Linked DNA regions of Mus musculus: regions 2, 3 and 4 are each linked to region 1. A link is a contact called in public Hi-C data. All regions are on one chromosome and are shown on one strand. Each heading gives the region's core, a stretch centred on a gene start, on an enhancer-like site or on the middle of the called end of the contact. The rest is flanking DNA. Distances are from core to core; before and after follow the strand shown. Region 1 overlaps Gm41060 (a long non-coding RNA gene). Region 2 has its middle 30 kb from the start of Ankrd55. Region 3 has its middle 16 kb from the start of Gm41062. Region 4 has its middle 10 kb from the start of Gm33849.

Region 1 (2,700 bases), core at 123-2,622:
TGTGTGTGTGTATGTGTGTGTGTTCTTTCTAACCTATTTCATTTTATAGGTATCCTTTTTACAGTTGACTCCACAAGCAAAGCCCTTCATTTTGGTTCTCCATGAGCGGTGTCTTTTCTTCCTTTTGGAGATGCCCTGGCTGCATCCTGCTGGAACTGCCTTAATCAGCAAGGTGCCCCTTTCTGGAACTGTCTGAGTCAACCTGGTGAACAAAAGGCTCTCTGTAATGGTTGTGGATTGTTCCTTCTTCCTCAAATATGTTCCTGGGCCAGGTTTCTCTTCGTAGTATTGTTGTTTTAAACTCTTGAGACCTTTAAGATAATTATTCTATCTATGATTATTCCAGTTGATTGTTCAAGCTTGAACTGAGTGCATTCCTTAGTAACAGCCTCTTTGGAATATTTTCCATGTGTGTATACAAAGTATACGTAATGAGACAAGCATAATTTATAGTGATATAGGCATATACATACAGTTTTAGACAGTTATGGGGCCTATGGAGCCCATACATACATAGATATATATTTTTACTTGTAAACTTCTATATGTAACTTCTTCTCTAATTGATTAAATGTAAAGTCAGTTTCAGTCCCCCCCATAGAGTAAAATTTTAATACAAAAACAAAAAACAAACAAACAGAAGAACCTGTCCCTCCTCAGGCATTAAGGTAGTATCTATGTCAGTTTTTTGTGTCCCAAAGGACACAAGTCCCTCAGTACCATCACACTGGCATTTAAGGAACTCTGAGACTAGCAACATTTAGTTAAAATTCTATCAAGTCTTCACAGGTAGCGAGGAAGGCATCCTGGCATGAGAAACTTGTTATTTTTCCAAACGTGTAAGCCATCCCATATGTGGCGCACGCCTTTAATCCCAGCACTCGGGAGGCAGAGGAAGGTGGGTTTCTGAGTTCGAGGCCAGCCTGGTCTACAGAGTGAGTTCCAGGACAGCCAGGGCTATACAGAGAAACCCTGTCTCGAAAAAAGGAAGAAAGAGAGAGAGAGAGAGAGAGAGAGAGAGAGAGAGAGAGAGAGAGAGAGAGAGAGAGAGAGAGAGAGGAAAGGGAAGAGAAAGAGAAAGAAAGAAGAAATGGTTCTTAAAAAACAAAACAAAACAAAAAAAACCGAACCAAACCAAAACAAACAAACAAAAAAGAAGGGCTTTCCCATAAGTTAACAGTAAACAAGAAAAAATGATTTAAAAAAATAGGCAGTATACTGTTTATGTGGGCAGCAAGCCTGGTTTTAAATCGCTTCTCAACACTGTGAGGCTGTGAGAAGGCAACTCCGGGAAGGTAGTAGGTCAGAGCTTGGATGCTGAATATCCTCAAAGGCCCACACATCCTGGTCCCTCCCTCCTCTTTTGCTTCCTGGTCACGAGGCCTGCAGTTTCCTCTGCCCAGCTTTCTTCCCCTACCTCTGGCTGCCATCAGGCACACTTCCCCAAGTGCGAAAGCAATGTGTCCCCACAGCAAACCTTTCCTCTTTAAAAGCTAATTAGGACATGTATTGTTTTAAACAGCCAATGGAAAGCTGACCAAAGAAACTTGTTTGTTAGCAAGCAGAAGTGGATTTAGGGACCAACATGAGCAGGTTCCAAGGGTTCCTGATGGCAGGTTCATCGATAAGCCCCAACTACAGAGCACTCATGGGCTTCAACTATGGACAAGGGAAGGCAACTGAGAACGAAAACTCAGTGCCTGCATCGGCAGAAGAGATCCCGAGAGGGCTCAAATCTCAATCCAGTCCACAGGGTAAATAGAATCTCCTCAAGAAAATAAATGAGATCCTATTACCCACCGCATACAGTGAATGGATACCTATAGATTAGTGGTTCTCAACCTGTGGGTCTCCATCCTTTTGTCGTCAAACAACCCTTTGACAGAGTCACCTAAAACCATCAGAAAACACAGATATTTACATTACAGTTCCTAACAGTAGCAAATCCACAGCTTTGAAGTAGCAAGAAAAATAATTTTCTTGTTGGGGGTCCCCACAACCTGAGGATCTGTGTTAAAGGGACAGCAGCATCAGGAAGGAGAGAACCTCTGCCACAGACTCTGCTTTGCAAATGACAAATGATGGGGCTGTCATTTCTATGACCTACTGAGTCCCTATTGTTATTTTAACTCTACTGGATGAAGAGCCTCTAGTCCCATCTATCTGGGGATAATAGCAGATACTCTGTAAATAGTCTAGGGCAAATGGATGCCTTTGTAGACAATGCAGACTTTAATACTGATAGCCAAAGAGTAAAAAGAAATACCAATCTTTTGTTTCTAAAGTGATATCGCAAGAGCCTGTAGATACGACTTCATTGAGGAGTGTAATGGCTCAGACCTTGTAGTGTCTTTCATGTCTCATTAAATCTCTGTGTATTTCAAGCATTCACTCCTCTCATTAACCCTATAGGCAGGTGCTATCAGAACCTTTCAGCTGTATATTTCATACACAAGGAAGTCAGTGTACAGACCAGTTGAGTAATCTGCTCGTGGTTGGCAGAAGACAAAAGTGGGACATGGATACTTAGGGCAGATTTTCAAGCACAGTGAAGTTGGCTTATCACTGTTTCGAGTAAAACCAGACTTGGGTTGGACTAGTTGGTCCTTCAGGTCATTTGGTTAAGTGACTATTTTATGATATTATTTCTGTCTCAGTGACATGCATATAAGGGAGGGATTAAAAGCCAATGTCCAGAGC
Region 2 (2,700 bases), core at 164-2,663, 430 kb before region 1:
CCAGCAGGAAGAGAACTTCCTGATAAGTTTGAGATTGAATTCTTGATGTCTTTCAACTAAAGTGTATGGTGTATTCAGCAAAAGAACTTCCCCCTGAACCCCACTTAGTTATGTTGGCAACCAAGATCAAACAACAGCCTACATAGTTCTGGATCCCTCCAGGGCCCCTCTGACCAATAACTTGGTGGGCAAAATTTCATGTCCAGCACTGAAATCTTCAGGAAGGACTTAAACAGAGAAGGAGGATCTAGGGTTTTGGCAGCAAAAGGACCAGAGAGTGAGAAATGGAAAACCAAGCACACTTTCTCTTGGATCATTTCTGTATAGTGCAGCAGAATTGTTTGCCACCCTGAGAAGTACAACAATAGCAGCAACAATAACAGCAGCAGCAGCAACAACAGCAACAACAACAACAGCAACAACAGTAACAGCAGCAATAACATCATCATCAACAATAACAAAACCAAGTCAAGGTGTGCACAGGCTAGATCCAGCCCTTCAGGTTACACACTGAGACTTGGCCATCTAGAGATGCAGTGCACTGCAGCAGCCAGTTGGGGTCAGAGGTGCTTCATCTCAGAGAGCATCCAGGCTTTGCCTATAGCTAGCTCTGTCTTTAATTTCTCAAACTTGCAAACCCTCTACAGTCAGAAAGCCAGTTTAAATTCTCTTGGAGTTTACATTTCTGACCAGGTAGAGCCGATGCCTGGGAAGAAAGAAGTGTCTGATCTCATGGGCCTTGGCGAGGAGATTGGTTTCAACTTTAAAACACTGAGAGTTTTGAGTTTTGTCCACTTGTTCTCGTCCTATCCCATGTACCTCTGTAGATTGTGGATACAGGGCTCTCAAGGACACTGAGCAGTCATGGACACAGAAAAATCATCTCCTTGGCTTAAGCGTGCAAACACCTGGAACGGAGGACTCCAGCCTAGCTTCCTAAATCCTTATCTCCATGGTACCCTGAACACATTGCTTAAGTGATATTGGTGGGTGTAATTGGCTCATAAGTGTTTATAAGCATCCAGGTCAGAATAAGCTTGTGATAACCAACTCTATATATCTCTTTCTGCAGCCTACCTAAGGGATATCACGGGGATAGATAGATGGACAGGATCCATTGTTAGGATTGTTAGGGCCATAAAAATGTGCAAGTGTGGAAAGCCAGGACCTTCCTCCTGTGTTAACCAGCTTTCTGTCACTACAACAAAATACCCAAAGACGTTCAAATTTACAAAGAGGAAAGGTTTGCTTTGGCCATGGGGTTGGAGGTACTACTTGGTCCTATTGCATGTGAACTTGTGTAACAAGGCAAGGTAGAATCATATCACGGTGCCGTGGTAAAGCAACTGTTGACCATGTGGTCAGAATGTGGTAGAAAAGGAAGAGGCAGAGAGGAGGGCCCCAAGGACTACACAACCTCCTACTAGGCCTCTTAAAACGTTTGTCATCTCCCAGTAATGCCAAGTTGACTAAGTCTTTAGTACACAGGTCTTTGGGAGGAGGTGGGGGGCGGCTTTCTAGATTCTAGATATAAACCGCAGTGTTTGAAAGCTGGTTGCGAAACATCTGCGTGCACATCGATGACGACATACATTAGCTGCTCAGCCCAGAAGGCATCTGTGAAAGAGGAGGGGTAATCTCTGAGAATCAAAAGGATCTTCCAGGATAAATCGGTCTAGAAACTATAGTCAAGAATCCCCCAAAGTGATTTTCCTGTCAAGGGCAAAGAAGACATTAAGTCAAAATTTCCTGTAGAATTTTTAATGGTTAGGCGATGGTGCTAAATGGCCCACAAAGCCACGTGACCTCCTTCCCTTTCTAATCCTAATCTTAGACCTTGAGAAAAATCTCAAACCTCTTTAGAAAGAGGCATTATTGTTTCTACAAAGTGTGTGTATGTGTGCGTGTGCGCGTGCGCGTGCGCGTGTGCGTGTGCGTGTGTGTGTGTGTGTGCGTGTGCGTGTGTGTGTGTGTGTGCGTGTGCGTGTGTGTGTGTGTGTGTGGTGTGGGGGGGGGAGTGAAGTTGAGGGACACCATCAGAAGGAAAGAGTGGCTATCTTTCTCCTTTGTGTCACATCAGGGACCATTGAACAATGTATGTTTGCTCATGTTTGTACAACGCAAGAATTTAAACCCATAAAATCAGCTTTGCTTAGGGGAGACAGTTTCACAGGCATAGATGATCATCCTTGCCGCTCCTTCAAAGTTGCTGGGAGACATGGTCAACGAGTCTGCTGGAGTGTAATGTTTAGAGCATTTTATTCACAGGGAGCATTTTAATCTACATTTTTATTGTTGTAATTAAGTGATTTGAAAGACATTATAGACCTGGTGGTGTTCTGGGTGTTTTGGGAAGATGGCCAAATACAGATGGCAACTCATTGGCTCTCTTTATGTAGCCCTGGCTGGCCTGGAACTCACTATGGAGACCAGGCTGTCCTCTAATTTAGAAATCTACCTGCATCTACCTCCTGAGTGCTGGAATTAAAGGTGTGTGTGATGATGCCTGTCTGCTGAGCTGAGTACTTCAAACTGATCTATGGGACTTGAAGTTAGCTTTAGGAAAAGAATTAACGAAGAAATCAACGACCAGTGAAGGCCTGGAGAAACAGAAGTCAAGAGGTGGAGTTGTTGCTCTGAGGATAATCCAGGGCTGAGTAAAGCTTTCTGGAATCACCAATCTAAGGCTGGCTTCTCAGA
Region 3 (2,736 bases), core at 95-2,594, 260 kb before region 1:
CACCAAGTGCAGACATCCTGCCTTTTGACCTGACTTTTGCCACTGGAAGCATTTAGGAGTACACTAGTATTTCTTTGCTCTTCTGTAAATGAGACTGGGTTGGTATACACCCAGTAAGATGGCTAGACAGATCCTACCATGCTCATCTGTCCCTGGGACCCTATGGAGAACCCTGACCAAGCCTTTGGAGCTCATTGGCTTTCGGTAGGACCCGGTTGAATTCTGAATTCAACGACTCCAGAGCGGATGTTTCTTGTGAGCCCGGCTCAGGAGATAGGTAGCGTGAGAATATGAAGTTGCATTTCCAATTTTCATCTCACAGACTTAAATAGATTCTGGGGGAAAAAAAAGACAAAGACTGTAGAAATATTCAGATTTAGTATCAGTAACTTGCAGCTTAAAGAAAGCATGACAACCCAAGATTGTCTGGGAACGTGCACCCTGTGGTACTGCTATTCTAACTGCAGGGACTGAGGGGGAGCACTGTTGGGACTGTTATAGACCTACCCTTCAGCATAGAAGGGACACACGTCTGCTCACCTGCCATGCCTCAAAGTCCGAGTTCCAAAGTTAAAGACATTTAAGCTTTCTTTGAGAAGGAAAATGACACTGGAAATCCTGTGCTAAAGAGAACAGAAGCCCTGAAAACTGTCCGTGGGAGCCAGTTTATGTGCCTTCAGTATATTCCCTAAAAGGGTCTCAGACCACCTTCCCTCAAAGTTAAGAACCAAACTGTTTCAGCCCAAACTTCTTATTTCGTAGAAGAAAAGAACACGCAAGCCAAATCTTTAAACAACTTGCCAAAACCCCAAACAATATCCCTCACTTGCCAGAACAGCCTTTAATTGAGAGCGGGACTGGTTCCTGCCAGTACTGGGGAGAGACCCTACTTGCAGGCACTGCACAAAGCTCCAGCCCCTGCCTTGCCAGTTCTCCCTCAGTGTCCAAATTAAATTTAGAGAGGAAGACGCGAGGTCATGGGAAGGGTCCTTGCTTCCTGGAGGTTTCAAATCCCAAATGGAGGCTGGAAACTGGTAAGGGATCCTCCTTGGGAACTTCTGAAAAAATAACTCATTTGAAAGTATCCCGATGCCAAGAAAAACGTGACCCTGTCCCCCGCCCTTCGGCTCTCCCCACAGCCCTCCTTCCTCCTGGCAGGTAACCTGGGCTTCCATGGTATTCTTTCAGCTTCCTCGGACCTCCAGCTGAGCTTCCCGTAGGGAGGAGGGATACAAAAGGCATTAGCCTGGAAGGACTGGTTTTACCATCTCTTTTCAGACCGCTGTTTCCTCTTTGGAAGACCACGTGTTTTCCTTAATTCGGTTTCCTGTTCCCCATCCTGCTGTCACCTCATCTTTACCCCCCACTTCCAGCCCAAGCTGGCAGATCACTCAGCTTCTCAACCAGCCACACCAGTGTTTCCTTTCCGCCTTTTTTATTTAAAAAAAAAAATGAATTTCCTCTTCTGACTCCTCCAGCTTAAGGACCCCTCATCTTTGTCCGAGTGCCATAGACAGTAGGACTCGTGAGAAGAAGGCAATTTAACAGCTCTCTCAAGCCTTTCTTTGGACTTCATTCACTAGCCTCTGATTTGCTATCTGTTTCTCCCACTTCCTGTTTCCTAGGGTGCATTTGTGTTCACTGTAGCATAGACTCAGATAGCCAGGTATTAAAGGTACAATATGTAGATGCTCTTGAATATCAGAATAGAAGAAATTGTATAGAGAACTATGAGATTGCAGGAAGGCAGAAACACAAGAAGAGCTACTGTGAGGTTTGTGTTTCAAAGAATTTAGAACTTCTAAATGAGAGTAAGAATCACAAAGTGCAGCTACGTCTTGAAGTGTCAGAGGAAATACCTGTTTTTACTGAACCAGTGCCATGCAAATACGTATGCACAACATCGTCGTCCCTCATCCTCGTGCGAGGCCCAGGTGAACGGCCATGCTCAAGCTTCCACCCTCATCCCCACAAGGAGCCTTACAGGACAACAACGCCAACAGGAAGCAGAGAAGCAGACAGGGATGTGACTGTGAAGACAAATCTCAGGCAACTAAAGTAAAAATCTCCTCCGTTTGTCAATTTGAAAAGGACCATGCAGCTCTGGGAACACAGGCTGGAGCTCCCTCAGGTAAGAATCCTAACGAAGAGACTTCACCCGCTGCGTTCATGAGGTTGTTTGAGAGATCTGGGGGGCTCAAACACCCAGTAAGGTCCAGAAATTCAAAGTCAGAACCAGAAGTCCAAGGCGAGGCCCAGCGCGGGCCAACTTGAGGAAAGTGCACACTGCTTCATTCTGGGTTTTCTGTCTCCCTCTGTATTCCTAAACAGTCTCCAGCCCGTTTCTTTTCTATTCTGTTTGGTTTGTTTTTTTTTGTTTTTTTGGGTTTTTTTTTTTTGTTTGTTTGTTTTGAGATAGGATTTCTCCATATAGCCCTGGTTGCCCTGGAACTCACACTGTAGACCAGGCTGGCTTCCAACTCAAGAGATCTGCCTGTCTCTGCCTCCTGACTGCCGGAACTAAAGGCTCATGCCATCACCACCTGGCTCAACTGTTTCTCTAAATGGCTGAATATCTTGATTCTCTAAGGATTTTTCCATGTTTTCTCCACCCCCCCCACACACACACAAAAGATGCAATTGGGGAGGAAAAGTGGTTTTTTGTGTGTCACCACTATTGAGTGTGGGGTTTTTTGGTTTTGTTTTTTTTTTGAAAGCTTCAACATTGAATTTTCT
Region 4 (2,850 bases), core at 147-2,646, 370 kb before region 1:
ATTTTCTGCTTCTGGCTTCAAATGGTCCAAACCGAGTCGGGGCTGCCCCCTGAGCTTATGCACGGTCTCCAGTTGGCCTGGCAGCCTGGTGCACTCCAGATCGACCTGATCCTCCAAGATGTCAAATCCACAGTGGGAAAAACAGAGTGAACAAGGAAAGGACATTCAGAAATAGATCCACTGGGAGTAAGCAGAGTTCAAGCCTGGGCTTTTCAGGCCATCCAATGAATGACTCCTGACTGAGGGGAAGTCTCTGCAGGCAGAGGCTCAGGGCAACACAGACTGAGAAATCTGATGATCCCCCCACCCTTCAGTCTTTGAATAAACAGCAACAAAACCAAACAAACTAGACAGATTCCAACAGAGCAGTAACAACAATAAAGGAACAGAGATTTAGCTGTTGGACATACAAACCCAAACCTGCTAGCTGGCTTGAACTAGGAGGCAGGATCATAGCGGGCATCTTTGAAGCGTGTGTCCATCCTTCTGGATTGACTAGCCTGCTGTGAAGGTAGACTTGGAAGTTAAAACTGATAAAATGTAGACGAGAAGCTTACAAACTGATTGCAGAAAATTCTTTTAGAAGGGGTACATGGCAGCCCTAGGAGGGGCCAACGAATCTCATTCTCCCAGACTCCCCCAAGTTCTGAAAATTCCTAAGCCAGCTTTGTTTCCGCAGCCCGCTGACAGCAGGTGGCGCAGGACCCGCCCACCCCTGCTGGTTTTGGTCCCACGGGGGAAAAACCGTGGCCAGAGATCCAAAAAAGCAAGGCGACTCCTTTTTCCTGCCTGGGTCATTTCCATGAGTCATGCACGCACTTTAATCTAGTCCTAACTATGGGAGAGGAACATCAAAACGACTGTCTGATCTTTTTATCAGTATCTAGTGGAAAACAAAAATCCCCTTTCATAGGATCCTCACAGGACGTGTTTATTTGCCCTTTTCATCTCGTTGCCGGCTCTTCCTTCCCAGAATCAGTACGGAGGAAGAAAAAGGAGCCTCTGCGAAAGGCAAAGAAAGGGTTTGATGGCTCAGGTCGGGCAGAGATGTCAGCCTGGAAGGAACAAGTCTCCTTAGAGTAACTTAAGAATTCTTCTCGCTGAATGCTTTCCAGCTGTTTGTAGGAGTGTGCGGGTCGGATCTCTTTGGCTGGAAAAGCGGAGGACCTGTTGGATGATTCTAATCTTAGACTTTTGGTGTCAGGTGGATGGATCTGGAGTTGAATCCTGAATGTAACACTGGTGAGCCGAGTGACTTTAGGCAATGTCTTTGAGTAAGTTTAAATTTAGCGTTTAGATCCATAAAATGACCACTAAAATAACAGTATTGATACAGTGCCCACATACCTGTCAACGATTAAGCTTCTAATCTCTGCCTGACATTGATTTATGGATTTTGGGTGTAATGTTTGATTTAACCACCACAGCAATCTCAGACTTGAGTACCATGACCAGGCCCATTTTACAGATTGGGAACCTGATACACAGAGTTAGAAGAATGTGTTCAGTGTCTTGAGGTTAGAAGGCAGCGTAGTACCCTCCTCCAGTGGTTAGGGAGTCTTTAAATATGCTAGAAGATTAGTTCCCAGTAAATGAACAGCGTATAATATATTTTAAAATAAAAGAGAAACAGGAAAGAGTTCCCCTTCCAACTGCTCCAAGCACTAATCACGTCTGTTTCAACCAAATGAATGATTCTGTCGTTACCCTTTATGTGAGAGCAATTCATAGTATGTCTTACGTTTTAGCCCAAGTTACCCAAAATCATGGAGAATCTTCCTATAAAGGCTGCAGGCATCACCAGACTCTGGGCCAGGAAACGTTATATTCAAGAATCTGCTCTGTTCATCTTTTGAGCCTAAAGGGGCTCTAGCGGACCCACGCATCACAAACGTGGCCTTGCACTTCCCCCTCCCCATCTCCTTTTCCTTGCTAAAATCTCTTAGATTACATTCCTAAAGCTAGCCACCAAAGTCACTTTCCTCATTTGGGCACTGTCTCCTCCTGAGGCTGACTACCAATGTCCAGCTAGCATAGTACTGAAGTCTGGCATTCAAAAGCCTCTTTTTGGTTGCTGTGATTAACATGTCCAATCAAAATTAAACACATCATCCTATGCCGCCATATGCCTACGGGCCAGATCTGTCTCCTCTCTATCCAGAGAAAGTCCTTTGTCCTTTGGGGACAAATATCCCTCCCCCACCCCCTTGGTCCTTTCCCCTTCTCTCTCATCCTCTATCTCCTGTCTTTGTCTCTGATTCTCTGACCTTTGTTCCTTTTCAGTAAATACAGCTTCTTCGCGCTGAGAACTTTGTCTTGGGCCGGAACCTGTCCTTTCACAACTGACTAAACCAAGGCCATCAAGCTACTGAAAACCTACTGTCTATGAATGAGCAATAAATGTAGGAGTGTGCTTTAGAGCAGAATATAATCTCTTCCCTCAATGTGTGCTTCACAGACATGTGTATCATGCATACATGTGCTTGTATATACACACACACACATACACCCCTACTTGGGCATTCAAGACCACACTTTGGAAGTGATCCAGCTTAAGCTGGATCTTCCTGTGAGACTGTTTGGGACCACGGTCAACTAACACAACAGAAAGTAGGTTTTCACTGTTCTGGAGTCCGGAGGCCAAGGTCAGTTTTTTCTGACACTTCTCTTCATGGATTGGCACCAGTTCGATGCCTCATGGCCTTTTCTCGGTATATGCCTGCAGAGTCTGATCTTTTCTTCTCTCTCCTCGTCCTTCTCCTCACTTTTCTCCTCTTCCCTTTCTCCAGAGCTTCTGGATTAGAACCACATTCCTGCCGACATCTGTAACACCCACTGCTCCTTAAAGCT

What was found. A called contact is a pair of places that touch in the nucleus more often than the background predicts.
Region 2: a contact with region 1 is called in a Hi-C map of bone marrow-derived macrophages, with 15 read pairs. The contact joins two enhancer-like sites. A contact is called at or near these places in 22 of 39 promoter capture datasets (the 3T3-L1 cell line, 3T3-L1-derived adipocytes, the C10 cell line and 14 more), 2 of 15 datasets of contacts at CTCF or cohesin (both in embryonic stem cells), 8 of 484 Hi-C or Micro-C datasets (B cells, LSK cells, bone marrow-derived macrophages and 2 more), 20 of 115 datasets of contacts at active chromatin or transcription factors (CD8 T cells, astrocytes, bone marrow-derived macrophages and 14 more) and 4 of 9 other capture datasets (adipose tissue, embryonic stem cells, liver and 1 more).
Region 3: a contact with region 1 is called in a Hi-C map of bone marrow-derived macrophages, with 23 read pairs. The contact joins two enhancer-like sites. A contact is called at or near these places in 8 of 39 promoter capture datasets (the 3T3-L1 cell line, 3T3-L1-derived adipocytes, the HPC-7 cell line and 5 more), 3 of 484 Hi-C or Micro-C datasets (the AML12 cell line, Sertoli cells and bone marrow-derived macrophages), 9 of 115 datasets of contacts at active chromatin or transcription factors (bone marrow-derived macrophages, craniofacial prominence, embryonic forebrain and 6 more) and 4 of 9 other capture datasets (adipose tissue, embryonic stem cells, liver and 1 more).
Region 4: a Hi-C map of bone marrow-derived macrophages shows a contact between it and region 1, with 16 read pairs. The contact joins two enhancer-like sites. A contact is called at or near these places in 17 of 39 promoter capture datasets (the 3T3-L1 cell line, 3T3-L1-derived adipocytes, the HPC-7 cell line and 12 more), 1 of 15 datasets of contacts at CTCF or cohesin (the NIH/3T3 cell line), 2 of 484 Hi-C or Micro-C datasets (bone marrow-derived macrophages and nephron progenitors), 16 of 115 datasets of contacts at active chromatin or transcription factors (bone marrow-derived macrophages, craniofacial prominence, embryonic basal ganglia and 11 more) and 3 of 9 other capture datasets (adipose tissue, embryonic stem cells and liver).

Annotation. Positions count from the first base shown.
Region 1 is chr13:111,823,058-111,825,757 of GRCm38.p6, reverse strand. All of the region lies in intron 1 of Gm41060 (a long non-coding RNA gene), which reads right to left. Among named protein-coding and RNA genes, the nearest start is that of Gm41060, 4.6 kb to the right of the region's middle. Within about 2 kb of position 1,372, at least 3 of the 459 cell types and tissues checked have an H3K27ac peak or open chromatin away from gene starts, as enhancers often do. A contact at or near this core is called in bone marrow-derived macrophages, where this site is marked.
Region 2 is chr13:112,257,459-112,260,158 of GRCm38.p6, reverse strand. No RefSeq gene overlaps it. Among named protein-coding and RNA genes, the nearest start is that of Ankrd55, 30 kb to the left of the region's middle. Within about 2 kb of position 1,413, at least 42 of the 459 cell types and tissues checked have an H3K27ac peak or open chromatin away from gene starts, as enhancers often do. A contact at or near this core is called in bone marrow-derived macrophages, where this site is marked.
Region 3 is chr13:112,083,214-112,085,949 of GRCm38.p6, reverse strand. No RefSeq gene overlaps it. Among named protein-coding and RNA genes, the nearest start is that of Gm41062, 16 kb to the left of the region's middle. Within about 2 kb of position 1,344, at least 23 of the 459 cell types and tissues checked have an H3K27ac peak or open chromatin away from gene starts, as enhancers often do. A contact at or near this core is called in bone marrow-derived macrophages, where this site is marked.
Region 4 is chr13:112,194,902-112,197,751 of GRCm38.p6, reverse strand. No RefSeq gene overlaps it. Among named protein-coding and RNA genes, the nearest start is that of Gm33849, 10 kb to the right of the region's middle. Within about 2 kb of position 1,396, at least 44 of the 459 cell types and tissues checked have an H3K27ac peak or open chromatin away from gene starts, as enhancers often do. A contact at or near this core is called in bone marrow-derived macrophages, where this site is marked.